2 separate regions of the Gossypium hirsutum genome follow, and region 1 is linked to region 2. The links are chromatin contacts, called in public Hi-C maps. All regions are on one chromosome and are shown on one strand. The core of a region is the stretch at or near the end of the contact, and the rest is flanking DNA. Distances in the headings are between cores, read along the strand shown. Region 1 holds the start of LOC107916239 (G-type lectin S-receptor-like serine/threonine-protein kinase SD2-5). Region 2 holds the start of LOC107916220 (acidic leucine-rich nuclear phosphoprotein 32 family member A).

Evidence for each region. Hi-C and Micro-C count contacts between places; a contact is called where the count stands out from the background.
Region 1: a contact with region 2 is called in a Hi-C map of leaf, with 2.4 times the contacts expected there. The contact joins the promoter of LOC107916239 here to the promoter of LOC107916220 in region 2. A contact is called at or near these places in 2 of 34 Hi-C or Micro-C datasets (both in leaf).

Annotation. Positions count from the first base shown.
Region 1 is chrD10:53,719,758-53,725,765 of Gossypium_hirsutum_v2.1, forward strand. LOC107916239 (G-type lectin S-receptor-like serine/threonine-protein kinase SD2-5) reads left to right here and starts at 2,253. Exons shown (of 1, transcript XM_041103276.1): 1 at 2,253-4,266. The coding sequence starts at 2,513. The coding sequence ends at 3,682.
Region 2 is chrD10:53,426,705-53,433,323 of Gossypium_hirsutum_v2.1, forward strand. LOC107916220 (acidic leucine-rich nuclear phosphoprotein 32 family member A) reads right to left here and starts at 3,633. Exons shown (of 5, transcript XM_016845376.2): 1 at 3,141-3,633; 2 at 2,798-2,852; 3 at 2,639-2,695; 4 at 1,942-2,019; 5 at 1,167-1,795. The coding sequence starts at 3,398. The coding sequence ends at 1,299. It overlaps LOC107916219, which reads right to left. Exons shown (of 10, transcript XM_016845374.2): 4 at 6,368-6,619; 5 at 6,041-6,121; 6 at 5,864-5,962; 7 at 5,513-5,671; 8 at 5,269-5,355; 9 at 4,975-5,046; 10 at 4,026-4,611. The coding sequence ends at 4,291.

The DNA.
Region 1 (6,008 bases), core at 1,003-3,502, 290 kb after region 2:
ATAATGTTAAGTATTTGGATTAACTAATGAGTTATAAAGTTGATGATCAAATTATGTCAAATTAAAATGTAAAGACTAAATCTCAATTGTAAGCATAGTAGAGAGTTCAAAACTACAATTTTACCATTATCTTATAATGATTAAAAAATAAAAAGAGTTGTGTCATTAGTAATTCCAAATAATTAGTATTGTTAATAATTTCGACAGTAATGTGATTTAAAAAAAACACTTATTAGAACTGATTATGTCAAAAAAATTTGTTAGAATAATATATTTTATAAAAAAATATCAATGTAAAAAATTTAGAATAACTAAGGATGTTAACTATTTGGACTAACTAACATTATTGTAAAAGTAGAGAACCAAATTCTGTTAAATTAAAATATAAATATTAAATATCAAATGTGAACATAATAAAAGGATCAAAACTAAAATTTTACTATTATATTATAATGGCAAAAGAAGTTGGATTTGAGGTGTATATAAATTAAAGTGTAAAGATTAAACTGGAAATTTATCATTATGTATAATCTAAAAAATTTTACGTGTGCTTGGTAGATAAGCCTTTGGAGACCTTCTTTTAATTTATCAACTAGTATGGTTCCAGCCACGCTTCGCATTAGGTTGATTATTTGTTTGTGTCAAATTATGGAGTAAAAATTTGAATGTTAAAATATGCTTCAAGTCCCTATCACTTTGTATATTTGGAATTTACTCCCCCTAGTTTATTTTTGAGAATATAGTCCTCTACTTTTCGGATTTAAAAATTCAGGTCCAGTTGATACCACCGTTAAAACTCTTTTATTAATTTCTCTGGGGTGACATTTTGAAATTTAAAAAAAAAATCACTTGGTAGTCATGTAACAAAAAAAAATTGAAAATACTTACTAGAATTTTTTTTCTTAAAAATATCCATTTGAAATCATCATGATGAAAATAAAATTCTATTAGAATAATGTTATTAAGAAAAATTGATGGCAACATTTTTATTGAAATAGATAGCAATATTAACTATTTAAGCTAACTAATAACATTATAAAAGTAGAGGGACCAAAATATGTAGAATAAATAAAGTATATAGATTAAATCTTAAGTTTCAGCATAGTTTAGAGGCCAAAATTGAAACTTGACCATTGTTTTATAATATAAAAAAATCGATGCAAATGTAGAAGAAACGGGAAGCCACATATTAGTCTCTAAGACTAATTATATATAACCACATAATGTTTTAATCGAAACATTAACAATATTAACTATTTAGACTAATTAATAACATTATAAAACTATAAGGACCAAATTATATTAGAAATTAAAATATATAGATTAAATCTCAAATGTAGGCATATTAGAGGGGCCAAATCTAAAATTTAACTATTTTGGTAAAATGCGAAAAAAAAAGCAAAAGAAAAGGAGCATAGAAGGAGGAAGTACGATATTATGTTAGAAATTAAAGTGTATAGATGAAATCTTAAATTTAGGCATATTAAAGGGATTAAAGTTGAAATTTAATCTTTTTGATAAAATATTAAAAAAAGCATAGTTGGACGTGACGTGTAAGGAGGGACCTTTTGTATATGGTTACTAGTATGGACTTTCACGCTTTGAATTGATTATTTGTTTGTGTCAAATTATTTAGTCAATTTATTTAGCAAAAGTTTGAAAGTTTAAATATACTCTAAGCAAAATTTTCATAATTAGATTGGTGGTCAAATTGATTAGGCTATTGATTTTACGGATCAATTAAATAAATCACTAAAAAATTATAAAAAAAATTAAAAAAAACAGCTCAATTGATTTTTAATATGGTTCAACTGGTCCGTATCGGTTTGTGGGTTAACCAGTCTGATGCCTTTCTTCAAATCAGTTTGTGGGTTAATCAGTCTGATGCCTCTCTTCAAATCAGTACCCTAGCCAATTTGATCCGGATCAAACAACTATAACTTTAAGTTTCTATACACTTCGTACATTTGAAGTTTAGTCCTTTATTTTCAAGAATTTAATTTCTATACTTTTTAGATTTAAAAATTCACTTTCAAATTATATATAACAATATAATATTTTAGTTTAAAAATTAATAATATTAAATATTTGAATTAATTAATAATATTATAAAAAAATAAATTAGGTTAGAAATTAAATTAAAAGAGTTTTAAATTTAAGCAGAGATGAAAATTAAAAATTAATCATTTTTATAAAATGCAAAAAGATAATAAAAAGAGCGTGGGTGTCGTCGACAAGGAGGAAGGTCCTGTGTACCTTCCTTTAATATATAGCTATCTAGATTATATGGATATAGATCGTCTAGTAATGACCATTCTTGGTGATTTTGCAAAACATACTGGTTTTCTTTTTTGACATTTCTGCTGAAAGATTTTTCTTTTTCCAATATGATAGCAGTTTAGCAAGCTTGAGGCCATTGTTGCAGCTGATTTACTCTTTCCTATCATCAAAAAATTTTAAAAATAATAATAATTTACTCTTTCCTGGAAAGCCATTGCCTGTCTTAGAAAGCATGAATCCGAATGCTCGTTGCTACTTTATAATGACCACCCTTTTTATTCTACTGATCATAGCGGTTATTGTGAACTTTGATTTACTTTTTTGGATAGTTCTATGCGTTTTACTTATTGTTTTAGGGGTTTTCTTTTTTCGAAGATATAGATATGGAGCCCAAAAAGTTGAGGAAGATCATCTAGACAACATGTCGGGAATGCCAACTAGATTCTCTTATGAAGAGTTGAAGAATTTCACCAAGAACTTTAGCAACAAGCTTGGTGAAGGTGGATTTGGGTTTGTTTTTCATGGAGCACTGTCTTCGGGTTCTGAAGTTGCAGTGAAGCATCTTTTTGGCATTGGTCCAGTTAACAAGTCCTTCATAGCTGAAGTTCAGACTATTGGAAGCATCCACCATTTCAATCTGGTAAGCTTGGTTGGATTTTGTGCTGAAAAATTCAATAGGCTTTTAGTTTACGAGTTCATGGCTAATGGATCATTAGACCGATGGATCTTTAATAAAAACCAGGATCTTTCACTTGATTGGCAAGTTAGAAAGAAGATCATCTTAGATATAGCCAAAGGACTTGCTTATCTTCATGAAGACTGCAATAGAAAGATAATTCACTTAGATATCAAACCTCAAAATATTCTTTTAGATGAGAATTTCAATGCTAAAGTTTCGGATTTTGGGTTATCTAAGCTAATTGAAAAAGATCAAAGTCAAGTAGTTACAAGTATGAGGGGAACCCCAGGTTATATGGCTCCTGAATGGTTAAGCTCAATCATAACTGAAAAAGTAGATGTTTATAGCTTTGGTATTGTGGTCCTAGAAATTCTGTGTGGGCGACGAATCATTGATGAATCTCAACAGAATGAAAGGTATTTACTGGAGCTATTTAGGAGAAAGCAAGAGGAAGGGCAACTCCTGGATTTAGTCGATAAGTGCAATGATGATATGCAATCAAATGTAGCTGAAGTCGTGGAGATGCTAAAGGTTGCTGCATGGTGCTTACAAACTGAATATGCCAACAGGCCTTCCATGTCCACGCTTGTGAAGCATTTTGAGGGCTCGGCTGATGCTGTGATCAACGTAAATGAAGATTTTCAAAATGAATTAACAACACAAGCGCCTGCAGAGAGTTTTGCTTCATCAATTACACCCTCTGTGTTATCTGGGCCAAGGTGAAGGTGATGATCGTGGACGTGGAAGGGATGATGGAAGATAATATTCATGAAGATTGGATGCAAGGTATGTTATGGCCCCAGTTTTAACTTATCCAAATATATTATTTCCATTAGCAAATTTGTAGTCAGCCTTTCTGCAATGTTACAAATATTATCTTTATTAGCAAAATTTGTAGTCAGTCTTTCTGAAATGTTACAAATATAGTTTGCGTCACGTACTTGTTTTCACTCCAACCTTTGGGTTCAAAACATCTAAGTTACCCGACTGGAAACAGAAGACTGAAGGTTAGTGGAAGATGGTCTCTTTTCCTTATTGATTACATGTACTCTAAAAGTAAGGAAAAGTCTTGTAAGAAAATTCCTATTTTGTTTTATTTTGAAGTCTACATACAATACACGTTTCTCAAAGGTCAATCTTCATTTCTTTTCAAAGTTTCTGAAAGGTCAATTTGTGTGTGCCTTCCACTTGTAACAACAATTCTATCAAGCTGGTCCTAAAAGAGTATAAATTGACTTATTATACTCAATATGAAGTCAAAGATATTGATATTTTGGCAACCTTCCGGGTAACTCCTCAACTCAGAGTTCCGCTTGAAGAAGCAGGGGTCGCGGTAGTTGCTGAATCTTTTATTGGTACATGGACAACCGTGCAGACCAATGGATTTACCAGCCTTGATCGTTATTAAGGGCGATGCTACCACATTGAACCCGTTTCTGGAGAAGAAGATTTATTATATATTGTAACAGCCCATTTTTAACCTGCTCAAATTACAAACAAATAAATTATAAGTAAATTACAAGCCCAAAATAATGGCCCAAATGACAAAAACCCCAAGGCCCAAAATATATAACCTAACCCAAAACCTTAAAACCAATAACCCAAAGCCCAATAGCCCATAACCTAAACTATTCTCAAAAAAAAAACCCTAACCCCTTTGGCGCCGCTTCTCATGTCGCATCGGCGTGCTCGCCGCTCGAGGCCTGACACGCCCTTGCCACCATTGCACCAAAATGACAAAGGTGTGCTTCCCGTCGTCGCCGTTGACCATGGACGCCTGCAAAAAGAAAACACAAGGAAAAAAACACCACATGCAAAGAATAGTAGAAAAGAAAATAAAAATTAATAGTTTAATGTAATATTCAGCTATAAAAGCCATAACTATCATGTATTTTTTTTACACACAGACAATCAAAAAAGAAATATAAAAAGAAACCACAACAGTTTTTTTAACGAAGGTATCTTTCTCTTTTGCACAATTTTTTGAACACTATATATATATATATAAATACGAAGGGTTCTTACCTCAACCTCAACCGTCATCGTCGGAGTCTCCTCTGGCCTAGAAGGCTGTCGAACCCTTGGGGGTTCGCCTAAAGCCGCGTCGGGAACGATTGGAAATCGAAAGGCCCTCTTTTGTTGGTGTCGAACTTTGACTGGATTTAGGGATTTTGACCCCGAATTTGGATTCCCCAAAAAATAGGGACAAAAAGGCCCCTTTTTTGCGATCTCCGGCCACTGGAGCTGGTGGTCTCCGTTGTCGATAACCAGTAGCCACTGCAGAGACTCGTCGGCGCCAGGGTTAGATGTGGAAGAGATGAGAGAAAAAAAAGCCTAAAGATTTTTTTTTAAAGCTAAGTTCAGAAATGAAATTTTTAAGAAATTTTTTGCATATATAATGACCAAGATACAACGTCGTTTTGACCAAGCTCTAGAAGCCTCAAAATGACATTGTTTTGAAACGCTACCCGATGACCCGACCCGAACCGCACAAGATCCGAACTTTTTTATAACGGGTCTATTTATTCCTTGGGTCCTTCCTCTTTTACGACTTGTTTCAATTTAGTCCTGTCTTATTTTTTATTTTGCCATTTAGTTCTATTTTATTTTCATTTTGGTCTATGGGCCATTTTTGGAAATGGATACCAGAAATGGCATCATTTTGAAGCTGGACCCGCCAACCCGACCCGAATCCCTTGGGATCCGCGTGTTTTCATGGAATGGTCTATTTGCGGCCCTTGTCCTTCTGCTTTTCAACCTTGTTAATATGGTCCTAATTTTTTTTCCTTCTTTTTAGATTGCACCGTTTAATTTTAATTTGTTTTCAATTTAGTCCTTCGTTTGCTGACCTTCTGGGAATGACGTGTGTCCTAGGGTTTGGGATAATTCCTGATTTGAGCCCTATTTATTTTCGCATTTCTCATTTTAGTCCTCTATTTACTTATTTATTAATTTTATTACAATTTATGCTTTTAATTTCATTTTAATTCCGATTCAGACATTGGTTTATTTAATTTCAACCTTTTATGAATTTTATTTATTTATTATT
Region 2 (6,619 bases), core at 2,383-4,882:
TTCTTACATTCCCACCCATGAACCAAACAAGTAATGTAACATTTCCGATAATGGTTATATAATATTATATCCCCGTAACCATATTGCAAAAGTAATCCTACATTTTCGAGGATAAGGTAAGATTCTGGAATAGCATTCTATTTAGATTTCAAAGATTACTTTAAGTCGATAATATCACACTCCACTACTGCCAAGATTTTAAAATATAGGGGATAATCGATAATCTGAACACCACCTCTTCCTTAGTTAATCCTACATTCCCATGATAATGAGAGATTTTAGATAATTTTACCCCATTTGTAAAGACTTTGATTCGTTTTACTTAAATCAAAATGATAATTTTTTTATCCTTTGATATATTTTTAAAGTAGATGTATACATGTACCAGATTGAGCCAACACAAGAAGTTTCTACCTATTATCTTTACTCTAGCTTGGCCTGGAACTGCTGCTAGAGTAAGTACAAAAAGAAAAATTCCTATCACTTTTATATATATATATAAAGCCCCAGCTACTTATTCATCTTCGCTAATTTCAATTTATTTATTTAAAAACTAGATATAAAATAGTATAAGCTTAAATAGAAGTAACTTCTATACCAGAATGTGCTTTTAAATAATCTTATATTTTAGCTAAATGAATTTAAATAAAAGAATGTATAACGTTCTAAGTAATCTAATATTATGTGAACCCGAGGCGCTTTAAGGGTGCATTTAATTCAAGGAATATTATATTCTCAATAATAATGTGAGATTTTGGCGTATAATTCCCAAGTTTGAATTTCAGATATTACCAATAGTGTTAAAAGCTTCCCTAAAATGAAGAGTCTGGTTGCAACAATGGCTGCAGACGAAATGGAAGTAACCATGGGTTTTTTTTACTCTCAATTACTACTCACACTGTACTTGGTTTTGCTAGTGGTAGTGCTTAAAGGGCGAAGTGGACCTCAAAGAAAGCTAGTATTGTTTATCTATTACTCGGGATGACTGGGAGGAGTTTGGTTCTTCTAATTAAGCTGGCATTAAATTCTTGAATTATTGTTGATTCAACAAAAAATCAATGGTTGGGTCAGCTGAAGTGTTTTCTATCAGTAATTTTAACCTGCCATTGGAAGTGTTGTCATAGCAAGTGTGGGTCTTGAGGTTTGTAGATGATTTCCATTGCTCGTCTCAAAAATATAATTTCTTCATTTAATACTAAAAATAGTCATGAAATTTCATAAACATACAAACCTTACAAGAACACCTGCTCTCCCCTCTCAAACCTGAATACTGAGAGAGATTTAAGAAGAATGTTTACCTATTTAGAAACTTTTTGAGCTTTAAGATTCCTTCTACCTTCATTCCCAACACTACCTGATTTGTGCTTTGATTCTTCTATGTAATCGTCATCTCCAGCAACAATACCATCTTCAAAGATATCCACATCATCTTCTCCATCCCAATCCTCCTCCTCCAGCTCTTCATCATCATCAACTTCATATACATCATCACCATCATCATAATCTTCATCATCTTCGACTTCAGCTTCATCATCACCACCTGCACGAACAGTGTGCCAGTCGGGTGGAGGTGGACAATCCTCAGTGATTGCCTCGTCTCTTTTTATCACCAGATGCCGAATGACTCTTTCATCTTGGTCTAACATGGTCTTAAGCTCATTAATCCATCTAGCTTCCAACTCAAAGTTCATCAAGATGTAGTGGGCATTCTTAGCTTTCTTTATCTTGTATGCTAGTCTCCGAAGACCCCAATCATTCAATCTCCATAACCTGCCTTTCTTCTCCCTCAAGAAATCTGCAGATATAATATAAGAAATTTACACCAGGTTACCTTGAACTTTCTCATTGATTCTTTCAAAAGAATATGTTGGGAATTCAATAGAAGGATACTAATAGCCCAAAATGAAAAGAACAATAAGCATACAATTTACACCAAGTTACCTTGGACTTTCTCATTGACACTTTCAACCTCTTCATCATGCTTCTCATGAACTAAATAAACAACCTCGTAGTGCCGCACTGTATAAACAAGGAGAATAATGAATCATAACAAAGTGACCAGATGTCAAACAACATTGAAAAAAGAAAATCCACGTTATCCATACAATGATAAAAGGTTTGCTTCTCCATATTTGACAGAAATCAGAACCCCAAAATGCAACTTTGATATTACAAAGGCTAATAAAACCATGAGTTTCCCTGAATTATTCAACTCCCATTTTAAGATATTCATATTCCATTTCCTTGGAAGGCTGCCAAGATGTTGATATCTTTGGCCTCATATTCAGGAGTTCGATAAATCAATTTATACTTTCTAAAATCAGCTTTGAATCCAACACTTGCTGAGGTCTTTGTTAGTAGTGACATAAGTTCATCCTACAATTCATGAATCAAGAATTCTTGCAACAACATGGTCCGCTCAGACAAATACGAGGAGTCAATTAAACCATTTCAAAGATATTTTTCGCTTTTTAAAAGGCAAGAAGCAGAGAAAAGAGTATAATTGTGAAAACCAAATAAAAAGCTTGATGACTATGATAGAATAATAAAATTTTCAAGAAAACAACCATAAATTTCTTTATGTTTAATCCTATCATACTAGCAGAAACTACAAAGTAACTACGAGAAGTAGGCTTACTGCGTTCCAAGTTCAATGCGCTTTGCAGCTCAAGGTTAAGAGATTCATACAATTCTTCTGCAAATTTACAAACAATTTTCATGAGTACAACGCGGCTATATTTATTCATCTGAAATATAAAAGCAGGTTATACAAACTTAATGACCACAATTGACTTACGTTCTTCTTCGTCATCAAACTCTGGGAGAAGTCTACCATCTTCCTGAACTTTCTTCTGCAATTCAAAGAGAAAACCCACACCTCAACTTCCATGGAAAAAAAAAAAGATTAAGGAGCTAAAATTTCTCAAATGGAACACAAAAACAGTACGTGAAGCAGTGGCAGTTCACAATAAGAAAGCCTTGGCCTTTTCTTCTTACTAAGCAAAAAAAGGGGAAAAAACTCTTATCTTTACTAAACATAGATATATAACCCAATTGATATTGCAGAGTTATAATAACACAAAGAAAGAAAACATAAAAAGGAGAAAAAAAAGGAACAAGGGTTTATGCAGAAAAGAGACCTCTTTGAGAAGAACAGCTTCAGGGAAGAACCCAGTGGTCTCATCTGGCTTGGGGATAAAACTGTGACTGTCTTGCTTATTATCGTTGTTTTTGTTCTTCTTTGCCTCCACAATAAAAAGCTTTCTACGACCAAGGCAAGAGTTTTGTAGCGGGAATATGGAGAAAGAGTGTTGGTTTCCAAAGAACCCACATTTTATTTGAAGTTTGGGTAGGGTGGGAGCAACAATTTTCGTAGAAGAGTGTAGGAGTGACTCCATTGCAGGAACTTGAAGAAGTTGCAGAGTCTAGTAACATATATCTTTAAATCTGGAGTTATGGATAAAAAAGATGCACCCAATACCCACATCTTAAAGCCCATTTATGAGACGTGCGAATTTCATTTTTTTAATCACATAGTTCGCAGTTGGTAAAATTCGATTATTAGCCCCTACACAATGCATAAGTTATAGATTTAGATTCTTTACTTTAATTTTAAAGTCTGTTTTGAGCCAAACAGCTAACAGTAGCTGATAAATCCTTTGTTATATCAAATTCAACATGAAATCTTTTTGTGATTACATAAAATTTTAAAAATAGTAAATTTGACAACTACCGTTTAATTCAAGGCTTAAAACTAAAACTGAACAAATCAAAATAAAGAGAATAAAATTTGGATCGTACAAGAACTAATAGGAGTATTTATCCTCAGAAAATACAATATCCTTTCAGCTTCCATTTCAGTAAAGAAAAAGGGAAATTGTCCTGAATTATAGTTCTACCATCTTGTGTGGCAATTGAGAGTATCGTCAGGCATTTCTTCAAAGGAAAAAAATAAAAATTGAACTAGAAATTCAGTTGACGCTTTGATAAGGATACTGACAACAAAATGAAATGAAGAATGTGTAAGAAGAGAAGTGCAAATTTTTTTAGTAATACTATAACCGGGAAGATTAACCTCCAGGGTCTGCAATCTATTTCATATTTGGTATGACGCTCCATATCTAATTATTTGAAGGAAGATGATAGTAAATGCTATACAAAATCTGCATGAAATATGCCTCACGGCCCGAGAACAAGTTAAACATGGATTCAAGTTTTCTGGATGTTTATGGCCAAAAATTGCTTTCTCTCTCGACAATCCGGGGCTACACAAATCATGATGACTGCAGCTTACCATTGTTTCTTACCCTTTTTCTTTCTCTTGCTTCCACTACCGCTGCTGCTGCTCTTCGAGCTGCTTTCTGCTTTCGTAGATGGATTTTCAGCAGAGGTGCTGCTACCATTAAAGTTGTCAAACATGCCTCCTTGTACTGCATTCTGTAACCACACTAAGAATTCTTCTTCGGTCATCGTTTCTTCCAGATTAGGAGGAGTTGGCATTGTGCCACCTCTCTGTCCTGAACTTGATCCCTTGCCGGTAGCATGCTTGGATGTCACACTAGTGTTCACATGAAAACTTGGCTTATGTGTGTTAGGTAGACATCTCATTCCCTGCAACATAATCCAGCAGTATTGAGTGTAGACATGATTCATATCAAAAGACTAATACAGTCTCATACACGAAGGAGATGGATGTCAGTGGGTACAACTTGTGAAAATTCCATGTGAAACCCATTTAGCATCCTATTCAACTCCAGATATCTTCGTATTAACAGTTCCCCATAGGTATTTTTTGGTCGAAGTCAAACTTCTTACTAACAGCCAAAGATCGCCTTAAACTTTTTTAGGCAACCAGAAAAAGAGCAGTAGCTCCTGTTAATCTTTTGAATAAATGCTTCAATCCTCCTTAGAAATGCATCCTTGATGGGTGGCAGATTAACATGATAACAAATACCAAGTGAAAGTTGACTTTACCTGACAAATATACCATTCAGTAGCATCGTATATCTTGCTATCAGCACAGACATAGGCAGAGGGAGCTTCCACCTAGACCGACAACCAATTAACTTTATGTAAAAAAAGTAGAAACAGATCTTAAGAATATCAACTCAAACAAGACTTGACCCTCGACTAACTGGGGTAAATACTTCTAAAAGCAATCCCTATAACTCTTTCTTTTTCAAGAGATTGTATTATCACTTGTGTCAAATCAAAGAAATTGAAAAATGGAATAGTATCTGCATGTAATGAGAGGTGGACAGTGCATACCTTAAGCAAAAATCCGAAAAATAAGGGCTCCGACGATTGTTCAACCCATCCATCACCATCTTTTGCTTGATGAAAATCTTTGCATTCCTTAGGTAAGCTCCAAAAACAATATTAATTTCTTGTTAGGGAACAAATGAAATCGTCAGACATTAGGGGATCTCATGCTCGATGAGAATGTGCTAATTGTCAAAGTCATAAACAGAACAAGCTAAAATGATACATGTTTTAGGGGGCAAGAAAATACCTGGCACCATCTTGCTCGAGATTTTGATTTCTTGGTGTGTGCCCAGACATGAAAGTTACCACATTTTTTGCAGGCAATACGCCTGGATTCTCCAAATGGTTCCTCCCCATCAGCCTCTGACCGTGCAGATCTAGAGGGAAAGAAACCATGTCTGCCATTCTGGCGATGAATTGCAGAAAAAGATCATGTAAGATGCAATGATTGATATATCTACTGCAAGAAAAAGATTTTATGGATGTACTGCTTAAGACAGTCATTTCCTTGCAAGAATCAGCAGAAACTTTAAACTAAACTCTACAAGATAGTCTTTCTTTATATTCAAGTGAAAAGTTGCAGGATGTATGCTCAGACCTTTTGAGAAGCATTTTGAAATCTACGGAAATAGTTTAACAGCTCCTCCCGCCTAAGCTCATCATCATATGTTTTTCGCTTCAACGAATCAAGTAAAACCTATAAACGAAGTTCTATTATTATCAGAAAAGAAATGCCAATCCACAAGGGGGAGAGCATAATAAACCAAGAGATTACCTCATATGCATTTTGAAGCTTTTTAAAAGCTTCTGCAGCCTTTTCATTGCCCATGTTCTTATCAGGATGGACCAGCATTGCCTAGCAAACAGTCTGCAAATTTCAATACCGTACACATCTTGCTCCTATTTTTTGTTAAAACAATTTGAAAACGATAAAAAAAAAACAGTGGGTATCAAGGGTAAGCTGATCCAAAAGAACTTTCACAAAGGCTCACTTAGATTTTACCCAATTGACTAGATACATTTGGCTAATAAAGCTCCAGAAAATTTGAAGAAATACTCAGAATGAGTGACCAACACAATGCAAAATAAACACAGGACGTACCTTTTTTCTGTATTCTCGTTTCAGTACATTAACATCGACATTCTGATACCGTGACAAACCCAATGCAGAATAGTGATCAGAGCAGGTCAACAATCGAGCAACTTCATCTTCAGAAGTCATCACAGTGTCAACCCCACTAGTTGAAGCTACCCCAGGACCATGGTTTGCAGAAAACCCTGGGACATTTTCAGAGAACGAACCATGCACTGACTCGTCATTGAAAAAGCCTGAATGACCATACATTCCATCGGT